Linked DNA regions of Camelus dromedarius: region 2 is linked to region 1. The links are chromatin contacts, called in public Hi-C maps. All regions are on one chromosome and are shown on one strand. The core of a region is the stretch at or near the end of the contact, and the rest is flanking DNA. Distances in the headings are between cores, read along the strand shown.

Region 1 (5,532 bases), core at 2,216-4,715:
ACTGACAGTCTTTGAGAAACCTTAGATATACAACCAGAGGAACTCGTGAAGCCAAACTTATCCACATAAATGAGGAAAGTGTGAAGAAAAGAATGAAGACATCTTAGATGAAGTGACATCTGCAAAAAGTTTCACATTAAAGGTGTGAAGTACAAAATGTTGGAAGCCGATCCAAAGTTAGAAAGGGGCATAATAATTTGATAAAACGTTAAAAAAAAATGCTCGCTTATAAAGTATATAATAAGGTCAAACTACTGTTGGTTAAGTTCTTCACCAATAAATAAAATGTGATCATTCTTAATGTTTCTAATTTTTTAAAGTATAGTGTACTAAATAAATTTAACTATTAACTATCCATTCCTTTATACATTTAAAACCAATAGGGTCTAAAATGTCTTGATAAAAAAGTTTAAACGCCATGGAATAATTCTCACTTTCTCCATTGAGTATTAATTTTGCTTTGCATAGTTTCTGCTTCTACAGTCATTTTTATGGTATTGCACTCGTGCAGAGAGGACTTTCTGTATTCTATTATGGCCACCAAATTATTATATATTTAGACTTCTTTAGGTTTGAGTAATGTGTTCTTTATTTTTCTAGTCCCCTACCATCTCTTCTCAAATAATTCCGTCCTAAAGCCATTAGATGGAGTGAGAAAGGTAGATGTAAGCATATCAGAGTGGCTTAGCATGGGGATGTAGGAGTCAAGATGGGTAGGGGGTACCTATGTGGGAGGGAAGCCAGCGTGGAATTGGTTACATATAGGAGATCTGATAAATAAGTAAATATAGTAAGGATAATAGCAATTAGAGTTCCAATTTTTAGAGAAGGAAGTTACAAATATGTATTTAGTCAAGTTTGGAAGCACCTAAGTTTGTCTAATAAAAATATATGGAAGGTTTGATGAGGAATGGGATATTTACATACTTTCAAAATAACTCCCCAGAAAATACTAATTAATTACAAAGGCAAAAATAATTTCACAGTAGAGAAGCCTGGCAGATACTCTCAATCAAGTCATCAAAGTAATGGAAGATATTAAATTATGTGCCACTTGATTGTATGCAGTGACAAAAACACAGCATGAAGGACATCAGTCAAACTCACATTGAGAGGCATTCTATAAAATAACTGACATGTAATCTTCAAAATTACCAACGTTGTGGAAGTTAAAGACTGAGGAACTCTTCCAGATGGGAGGAGATTTGAAACCTTTACCTCATGCAGTGCATGATTCTGAACTGCAAACTTTGGTATTAGGAACTTATGGGGGCAACAGGGAAAACGTGAATGGGGTCTGAGGATAGTATTAATGTTAATTTCCTGGTGTTGATGGTTGTGTTGTGATAATGTAAGGATACACTTGTCTGTAGGAAATGCACAGTAACATTTTTGAGACTCATGGGCATCACGTCAGTAAGTGACTCTCTAAAGGTTCAGGAAAAGGAAACATTCTTTGCACTGTACTTGCAATTTTTTTGTAAGTTTGATATTATTTCAAAATAAAAACTTAAAAAATGTGATGTAACCATTTCATTAAAAAATGTCCGTCTTTATATGTGCTCTTCAATTGTTCAACCTTTGATGAGAAATTTTAGATGTTTTCCTAAAAAAAAAAGGCATATGGTTTTCCAAATTATTTTCCAAGTTATATGAGCAAAAAAGTGGGAATACCAGTGCATTGGAAGAACTAAGCTCCCTCTCTATGGCTCTAGGCAAATGAAATAGCTTTTTGAACTCCTCCAGTGCATTTTGTCTGCTCTACTCTCATACTATTAACAGAAAACACACTGTAGTAGGGGAGGGGTATAGCTGAGTGGTAGAGTGCACGCTAAGCATGCATAAGGTCCTGGGTTCAAACCCCACTACTTCCATTAAAAGAAAAAAAAAAAAAAAAAAAGGAAGGAAGGGAAGAAAGAAGAGAAAAGATATTGTAGTTGGGAAGAGGGGCTGGCTCCAGGACTGACTCTTGAAAGCCAGTTACTTCATATCTCTCTGCCTCGATTTCCTTACTTGCACTAATGTAGGTGTACTTAGCACACAGCATGGCACACAATAATTGCTCCATAAACACCAGCTATTATCATTATTTCTAAAGTCTGAGATCCTAGAGAGCATGATTCATGTTTTACTCATATCTTATTCTCATTGTTTCTGTCCTAGACATCAGGTCATCTTTTCTTCAGTCTTTCTTCTACTGAAGCATTTACATTGCTGCAACTGATACTTCCCAATATATAAATCTGGTCATGTCATTTTCTTTGTTCAAGCTGGTTTCTCAATGCTTAGAAGATAGTCAAAATTCACTGCCACCCCAAGTAACATCTCTGTTTTCACTCCATGGGTTTAAGGAGAGTTTCACTCTGCATGCTTTCACAATTCATTGCCTTTGTTCCAGTTATTCAGTGTGTCTGAAATCTCCTTTCCTCCCTGATCACATGCTATTCATTCTTAATGTTGGTTTCATAACTCACCGGACTTTCTCACAACCAACTAGTCACCTGCTATTCTGGGGTCAGATAGTTTTATGTTCAAAACTCTGTAACGGCCAATCATACTTTGTTAGTAATTTAAAACCTCTCTGTTTCCCTGTAAGTCACTCATTCATTCATTCATCAAATATTTATTGAACACCTGTTAGGTAACAGGCTCTGTTCCCAGCATTGAGGGTACACCTGTGAATAAGACAAGGCTCCCATATAATTTATGCGTAAAGTAAGAAAATAAGAAAAATACCAGGTCGTGGGGAGTGCTACGCAGAGAATGTCGAGTATGATTAACTGTTCAAGCTCGTATCGTCAGGGACCGCTTTTCTTAAGTATCTAAGCTATGACTCTAAAAGCGTCTCAGAGACTATTAGAGGGGAAGAACTGTCCAGGTCGCGGGAACAGCTGGTGCAAGGGCCCCAAGGCAGGAACGTGCTGGTGTGGTTGAGGCCATGAAGGGGAGGAAAGTGTGTGAAGCCAAAGAATCTCGGGGTGGCGTTCCCCAATGGGTTTACAAAGGCCGACAGGTGCCTCGTGCAGAAGGTCTAAGGGCAAGCCGGGGCAGGCGCAGATTTCCACCCGGAGTGTGAGTTCCTCCGCCAGCACGCGACACTCTAAAGGGGCTTTCCCCTCGGAAGATCTCACACCAGCCCGTTTCTCCCCAGCCGTGGCAGGCGATGACACAGAACCTCCGTGCAGCTGTAGCCCGCAGAACGATTCCACACAGGAACCTGGGAAAGTGCCAGACTCGCAGAGGCCGAGGCTGGGTGGCGGAGAGGGTGAGCAGTCTGCGAGCTGGCGGAAGAGGCGGGCGAAGGTGCTCGTCAGCGGCCCGCCTGGCACGAGTGCTGCGCATGCGTGTGCGCGTGCCCTCGTCGGTTAGGGCGCCGGTCCCGAGAAGGGGCGGGGCCGGGCATCCGCGCCGGAAGAGGGCTGGCTGGGCGGGGCCGGGAGGCGGCTGTGGCGGCTACGCGCGCGCGCGCGCGCGGGTGCGAACGGGGAACGCCGCGAGGGCCGGGGCAGGCCGGGCGGCGGGGACGACGGACGCCGACTATGGCCGCGGCGGCAGGCGGCAGCGGGCTGGGGACGGCGGCGGGCCCTGCGGGCGCGGGAGGCGCGGCGGCGGCCGCGGGCCTAGCCGTTTATCGGCGGAAGGACGGGGGCCCGGCCAGCAAGTTTTGGGAGAGCCCGGAGACGGTGTCCCAGCTGGATTCGGTGCGGGTCTGGCTGGGCAAGCACTACAAGAAGGTGGGTTCGCGCGCCCGTAGGGGCCGGGAGGCCACGCGACGGGGTCGGGGGCGGCTACTGGCCTCGCGGGCCTCGGGCCGCCCCTCCCCCCGCGCGCCACGAGGGACAACAAAGGCAGGCACCGGGCCCGCCACGCCCCCGCGGTGTGCTCTCGCGGGCGCCCGGGGCGCCACCGGCCCTCGGGGCTCCGCTCCTTGGAGCCCACGCACCCCAGCGAAAGACCCTGCTCATTGCTGTGCAGCAGCAGAACGAGCTGAGCAACGCGGAGGGTGTGAATCTTCCTCTTTTGTTGGCTACTTGATGTGTGTGAACAATGATTATTGAAACTGCCTGAGCCAAAGCTGTAAAAAGCAAGTGCAAGTTTTGTTTAGAGACTAGTCTTCAAAGTCAAGTGAGGTGACTAAGGTTTTACTACCTGTTGTTGATAAACCATACCGACCATACTCGGACGTTAGTAACAAGTTAATACAACGAATTACAGTCTAAATGAGAACTATATAAAAAAAATGACGGCTTTTACGTCACAGTACTTCTGGTTATGTATAGTGTGAGTGCAAGAGTTAATGTTCACCTGTACCTCGTGCGAGATCTTTCTTAACGAACCCCATGTTTGTTAGATCATCCCACTTCATATCAGCTTTATTTTCTTCATACCACTGTTAGAGATTCTTTTCATTTACCTGTTTCTCCTACCTTTGGAATGTAAGTTCCACTAAGTCAGTGGTATTGAAAGCTGTGACTTAGCCCCTTGTTTATGTTTTTTAGCTTCCTCTTCACGTAAATATATAGGAGTGACTCCCTTAGAAGGTATAAGGAAGCAGACTGCCAAAAATAATCCCTCTGCCTCCGAATTTCCGGAACATCCTTTTCAGTTCTCTACTTCCCCTATTGTGGACCATAGCACTGGGGCAAGGACCTTGTCAGGCCTGTTCCCTACAACGTGTCCTAGCCTTTAGTAGTTGTTTAGTAAATGTTGAATGAATGAAAAGATAGTCTAGGAACCGACCGATTTGGGGTGTTCAGTGCAGTGAAGTCTTTCAGCTTCTGGAAGTTGTTAGACAAGGGCAAGGATCTTGGGTTATTTTGACATTACACTGTAATGCTTTCAAAAATGATTATTTCTAATCTGAAGTTTCAGGAAGTGAGACAATTTATATTTTAATTTACGGTTTATTTTCTTATGATTTGAATTCCCCCCACCCCCCACGAAATTTTGGAGTCACATTTGGGATTGTAGACTATTCTCATCTTCATGTAAGTAGAGGAGGATATTGTTCTTCCTTATACAGTGATAAATTGGTCACTTTTTGATGATATAACTCAATGGTATAGTGTGTGCTTAGCATGTGCAAAGTCCTGGGTTCAGTCCCCAGTACTTCCATTAAAAAAAAAAAAAAAAGACGAGCAAATGTGGTTACTTTTGTGCAGGTAGTTGAGCTTCTGGTAATAGCTAAGGGAATTAAATATATTTATATTATGAAAATATTTTTTATCATGTACCCTTGAGCCAGTACACTGGGTCTTAAATTAATGTGCCTTAATGTATTTTATCACCATTCTGGGACCCCCCCTCCCCCAGTTTTATTGAAATATAATTGACATGTAAGTATAGCTTTAACAAAGAAATACTCAGGAGGAATATTCCCTTGGATATCAAGGAAGGGGAAAGAAAAGTGGAAATACAATAATAGTAATTTCGACTTCTCCAAACTCTGTGCATCTCTTTGGGCTCAATTTTAAGAGGGCAGCTTTAGGCTTGGATAGTCTTTCAGAGATTTGTTTGGGTGGATGAGGAAGT
Region 2 (5,265 bases), core at 1,458-3,957, 180 kb after region 1:
GGTGACTGTCATAGGCATTGAAGTAACTTATATTTTCTGAAGCTCTGTAGTTCTTTCCTGGAAAAAGATTTTGAGGTTATGCAGAACAGAAACCATTAAGCAAACTCCCTCCCCCTGCCCCATTTGCACCCATTTTTCTGGTCCTCTTGCCCATCTTGGCACAGAGTGCACTGGGCAAGTCAGTGGAAGCAGCAGAAGGTAGAACACAGGGGCCGAGGCTGGTGAGCCAGTGTGGCCAGGTGTCACCTGCCAGCATCTCAGCTGAGAGCAACTGGACTTTGAGACGGAAAAAAGTCAATTGATATATAAAGGTGGTCTGGCTGAAAGAGCACAGGAACCAGGGCCTCAAACACACCTGGTGTAAACCCATCCTGAGCCCCACTCTTCCTCCTGTGTTGCCAGGGATGCCTCCCTCCCACTCTGAGCCCTTCACTCTCTGCCCCGGTGTCTTGTCACTTCTCCAGCCTGCATGGCTTTTTACGATTTCTCCTCCCTCCACCCCACTGCTAGGCCTGGTTTAGCCCCTCCTGGTCTCCTGCTTTGCCCCTTGGAACGCAGCCAGTGCTGTGTCTAAGCTCCCACCTTCTCGTCAGCAGGGCACCAACCCCCCTGCCTTCCTCCGTCAGTGGTCATGGCCCCGCACAGACTCTCCTCTGATGTCAGCTTTGACTTCCTCGGATGCACAGACTCTCCTCTGATGTCAGCTTTGACTTCCTCGGATGCTCACCCTGTTACTCCAGGCAAAGGCTCCTTCAACATCAAGAGGGGCAGGCTGAGCAGACCACTCGTGGAGCAGGCAATCCACCCTCCTCAGCAGGCGAAAAATGTTCTAGTCCCTGACCTGCAGGAGCACAGTTCTGGGGGCCCCGGCTCAACCACACAGCTCATCAGGCCTCTCCAACTTCTGTCTCACTGTCGGCTCTGAGGTTCCCTTCTCAGTAAAGGACCTCATCTGGGTGGGGTCAGCCACTGGGGGAAACCAGGCTAAGAACTCCCCTCCCTCATCTGCAGCCTTCTGGAAAGCACACTTCCTCCAGCTCTGCGAAAGTACCCGCAGGCCCGAGTCCCATTTGTCACTCACTCACTCACTCATCACATTTACTGTATCACAGGCACTCTTCTAGGTGCTTCACTAATCAAGAGGCAAAAATCCCTCCCCTCACCCAGCTTACATGCGCTTGAGGAGAGACACTGGGTATCAAACTGAGTTGTGAGTCAGATAAGTTCTGCAGAGAAAAACAACACAGGGTGAGGGTGGGGAGGGCTAGGGTACCGAAGGAGCTGAAGCCCAGTCGTGGAGTTTGGGGTGGAAGCAGGGCTGGGCTGGGAGACCTTGAACAGTGATGCAGCCCAACAAGACCGCTATGGGTTCTGGGGTGAGCGTCCTCTGTCCAAGGGCCCTCTCCACCCCCACCAACCTGGGGCAGAAATAACCAGGCCCCAGTCCCCCAGGTTCACTTAGTCACCAGACAAGGGGGCCCTCTGTAGCCCAGGTGGATCCTGGTAGGATGTCTGGCAATGCCTGCAGATCCTTCTGGGAAGTGGGGTCTGGGTGGTGCGACTCCACGTCTGCCACATGGGACTGACTTAGGGACGGTCTCACAAAGCAAAGATGTGGAGTTCGGGGAAGGAGCTCTACAGACATGTGGCAGGAGAGTCGTACAGGCAGAGGGGCAGAAGCTAGAGGCTCTGAGTGTGGTGGCGTCTGAGGCTGCAGGGAGGCCGGTGGGGCTGGAGCAGGTGAGGAGCAGGCGTTCCGAGCAGTATGGGGCCAGCCCTCTGAGGCCAGCTGAGGTCTCTGGCCTTTACTCTGAGCAAGGTGGGAGCCAAGAAGGCGTGAGAGTCAGGGCGGTGGGGACATTACTGAGAAGAGCAGAGCCCACGAAGGGCACAGGGCTGAGCTTCTGAGGGGGAAGCCAAGGAGCCTGGCTAAAGGTCTGCGAATGCAGGTGTTGGTCAACACTCAGGTCCTGGCAGCCCAGCCGCTTTAGGCGGTGTCTGCTGCCCTCCGGTGGGTGTGCTCGGGATTACCCCAGCCTTCTTTCAGCTTCTCTTGTGGGCTCTTGCCTGCGGTCTCTACGGCTTTTGCAGGTTCACCTCCCACTTGGGGCTGTAAAGACTCCTTTGTCACAGGCGGCGGAGGTGCCAGGCAGCACCTGGAGGAAACCAACTTAGAGATAGGACGGCAAGGGGAAACTATGGTGTGGACTCAACAGTGATTGGAACAGGGTTGGGGCAGGGCTGTGCGATGTTTGGGGATTTTTATTTTATTTATTTATTTTTATTGGAATATAGTTGATTTAAAGTATTGTGTTAATTTCAGGTGTACAGCATAGTGATTCAGTTATATATATATATATTTCTCATATTTTTATATTATAGAATTTACAAGATATTGAATATGGTTCCCTATGCTATACAGTAGGATCTTGTTGTTTATCTATTTTCTATACCTTACTTTTATCCTCTAATCCCAAACTCCTAATTTCCATGTATTTAGTAAAGAAGCGGCACTCTTACTCGCTGGGAGAAGGGATGTTTGGTTTGTCGCTTAGTCAATGTTCATGTTTTGTGTCCAACATGATTATGGAGTGGTTTACTTTTGTCTTCATCCATCATCATCTTCCTGCTGTTGATGTTTTCTGAAATTGTTTACGCTCAAGAGGAAAACACCAAGACCTAGCTGTGAGTGTCAGGTTAGCTCCCGGATGCCACAGCCTGCTTTCCTCTTTTTTACATATGCATAATCGTGAAAGATCCCACTCTTGGCTGTAGGATCTAAGTCGTTTTGACAGAGGGAGGCAGCCTCCATTTCCAGCCCAGGTGCAGAGCTTCAGGTAAGTGACTACATTCCACATCAATCTTAATCTCGCAGTTTCCATGGAAACTCTGGCTCACGGTGCGGTCCAGGCCAGTTGTAGCCCGAGCTTCTAGGACTGAGGCACACTGCGGAAGCTCGACAGGCTGCACTGTCCCGGAGCCCCGGGCTGGGGAGAGCGCGCTGACAAGGGAAGAAGAAACCAACCGGGTCCCGCCACACGGGGGAGCCCCAGGAGAGCAGCCGCACAGCCCAGCACGCCCAGCGCCCGGCCGGATGTGCGCCCTTGCGCGTGCGCCGGCAGCGGGTCCAGACGCCCGCCAGATTGGCTTCGGCAGGCGCTTAGAAGCGGCGTTGCGCGTGCGCGCTATGTCCACGTGGTCCTGAGTGGTGGATGTTGCTCTCTATTCTCAGCAGCAGCCCTAGTTCCTGGTCCGGAGCTCGGAATGTTCCCAGAACTCAACAACCTGCTCAACACCACCCCTGACAGGGCGGAGCAGGTAAGAGGTTGCGCAGTCGGGAAGGGGGCGGGCCCCGGGAGCGTGGCGGGTCCCGGGAGCGTGGCGGAAGACTGCATAACCGGATGAAGCGCTCGCGGACTCGTGGGAAATAACGCGATGTTCGGGGGGCCCGGTGGCTGCTGGGAGTGGTAGTCTGCAGGGGGCGCACCCGGGGCTGGGCTGGACACTTAAGCCTGCGGAAGGAAGGCTTCTGGACCTTCTCGCGTCTTCCCAAAGGTCGTGTGTGCCCTTGAAATTCTCCAGGAAGCACGTCCGACGTTCGGATTCGTTTAAGTTCACAGACGTGTACCAGGGAACCCTGTGCGTGCTCAGTAGAGTGGAAGTCCTGGCGCCCAGAAGAGGTTGCCGGAAGGCAGTGTTCGACTTCCCACCCTTCATGCGGGACCAGCTTCTTAGCCGTCATGAGCCGCCTTCTGGCCCGGAAGCGCTCGGCAGGTCGCAGTGAACGCTGCTGCTCCTCTTCCTCCTCGTGGCCTCCAGTAATGCTCTTTGAAGCTGTTCCCGGCCAACATTGGACTGTATAAGTCCACCTTTGGCACCACAGCCTCGCCACTCTGTTTTCTTCACCCTCCTCCCCGAACCCTAAGGCACCTTGAAATTTTTCACATTTTAGCCCCGGAGTTACCTCTCCTAGTAACACACCTGCTTTATTTCATAACTGTTGTCTTTCTAATGAAATAGTAAGCTCCTCGAGGCAGTCAAGATATCGTGAATGTAAAGCCTTTTTCTGATCCCACAGTGCTAAGTGAATTGTACTTTTCAGTAGAAGCTTGTGGATTTTAACCGCCCAGCAGTTCTTGCCTGCCCAAGCCTCCAGGTGGCGCTGGTTACCTTGCCAATTACTGCTAGCACCTCCCAAGTTCGCAGCCCAGGGCCAGAGTGAGGGAATGGTGGATAGGAGTGGGCACCAGGAAATGGCAACAATGGCGGTAACCCTCCAGGTCTGCTGCTGTGACCTTTCATATTTTGTAAGTGAAAAAAAGTCACGATAGCACAGAGGTGACCTTCCCTGTCACAGACAGGGAGCTAGAGGTGGATGGAGTAGGGCAGCCAGGCACTGCAGAGACCATCTTTAGAGGTCTTTCCAGGGCTCCCCATGATCAGAGTTCTACCTGAAGCAGTGTCCAGGGCCATTGGGAGAACTTTGTTACAAGAGGTCTCTGTCAATAACTGCTTCCTCCCTGTCCCTTACCCTGTGGACAGAATTAGAACCAGAATTTAAAGTAGGTGGATCAGATGACCTCTATTAAAGTTCCCTTACATTTTTGGCAGTCTGTGATTTTTGTTGGATTCTGATGGTAAAAGCTTCCTTTGTTCAGGATTTAATTCTCCCTAAGACTGATCCTTGAGTCACTAAGGCGAGGAGTGAGGAAAAGAATGGATTTTATTCTATTTTTGCCTTGGGAAAGTGGAAGCTAAGATATGCTTGCCCATAATGAGTGACTTAATACTAATCACTTTAATTGTTGGGTTTTCCATAATTTTGGCTTATTATTTCCTTCTCCTTCTTACTCTTTTTTATTAAACACACACACACACACACACACACACACACAGTCTCCAGATACAGCAGTATAGGGGTGGACACAATTGACTAGATTTCTATAGTCAGTTCACCTCTTTCCAGGGAGTGTAATTCACCTTTTTATGTTCTTCTTAACTTTTAGGGGAAACTGACTTTACTCTGTGATGCCAAGACAGATGGCAGTTTCCTTGTGCACCACTTTCTCTCCTTCTACCTCAAAGGTATGGAACTCATTGATGCTGTAGAAAAAGAAACCCAAGGCAGAGGGGCAAAAAAAAGCCTGTTCCAGGAAACAATAGAGATAGTATTAACCAGCCAGGGCTTTGGTGTTTGGGTAACCAGGTGACTACTTAATTAGGTAACAGATTATAGACCATCTTGTTCCCTCCCCAGCTCTTCCA

The links. A called contact is a pair of places that touch in the nucleus more often than the background predicts.
Region 2: a contact with region 1 is called in a Hi-C map of blood, with 7 times the contacts expected there. The contact joins the promoter of ELP6 here to the promoter of SMARCC1 in region 1. A contact is called at or near these places in 2 of 2 Hi-C or Micro-C datasets (blood and muscle).

Annotation. Positions count from the first base shown.
Region 1 is chr17:34,980,880-34,986,411 of mCamDro1.pat, forward strand. It overlaps SMARCC1 (SWI/SNF related, matrix associated, actin dependent regulator of chromatin subfamily c member 1), which reads left to right and starts at 3,466. Exons shown (of 28, transcript XM_064496598.1): 1 at 3,466-3,734. The coding sequence starts at 3,540.
Region 2 is chr17:35,162,419-35,167,683 of mCamDro1.pat, forward strand. ELP6 (elongator acetyltransferase complex subunit 6) reads left to right here and starts at 2,708. Exons shown (of 8, transcript XM_064496600.1): 1 at 2,708-2,837; 2 at 3,236-3,318; 3 at 5,007-5,085. The coding sequence starts at 3,265.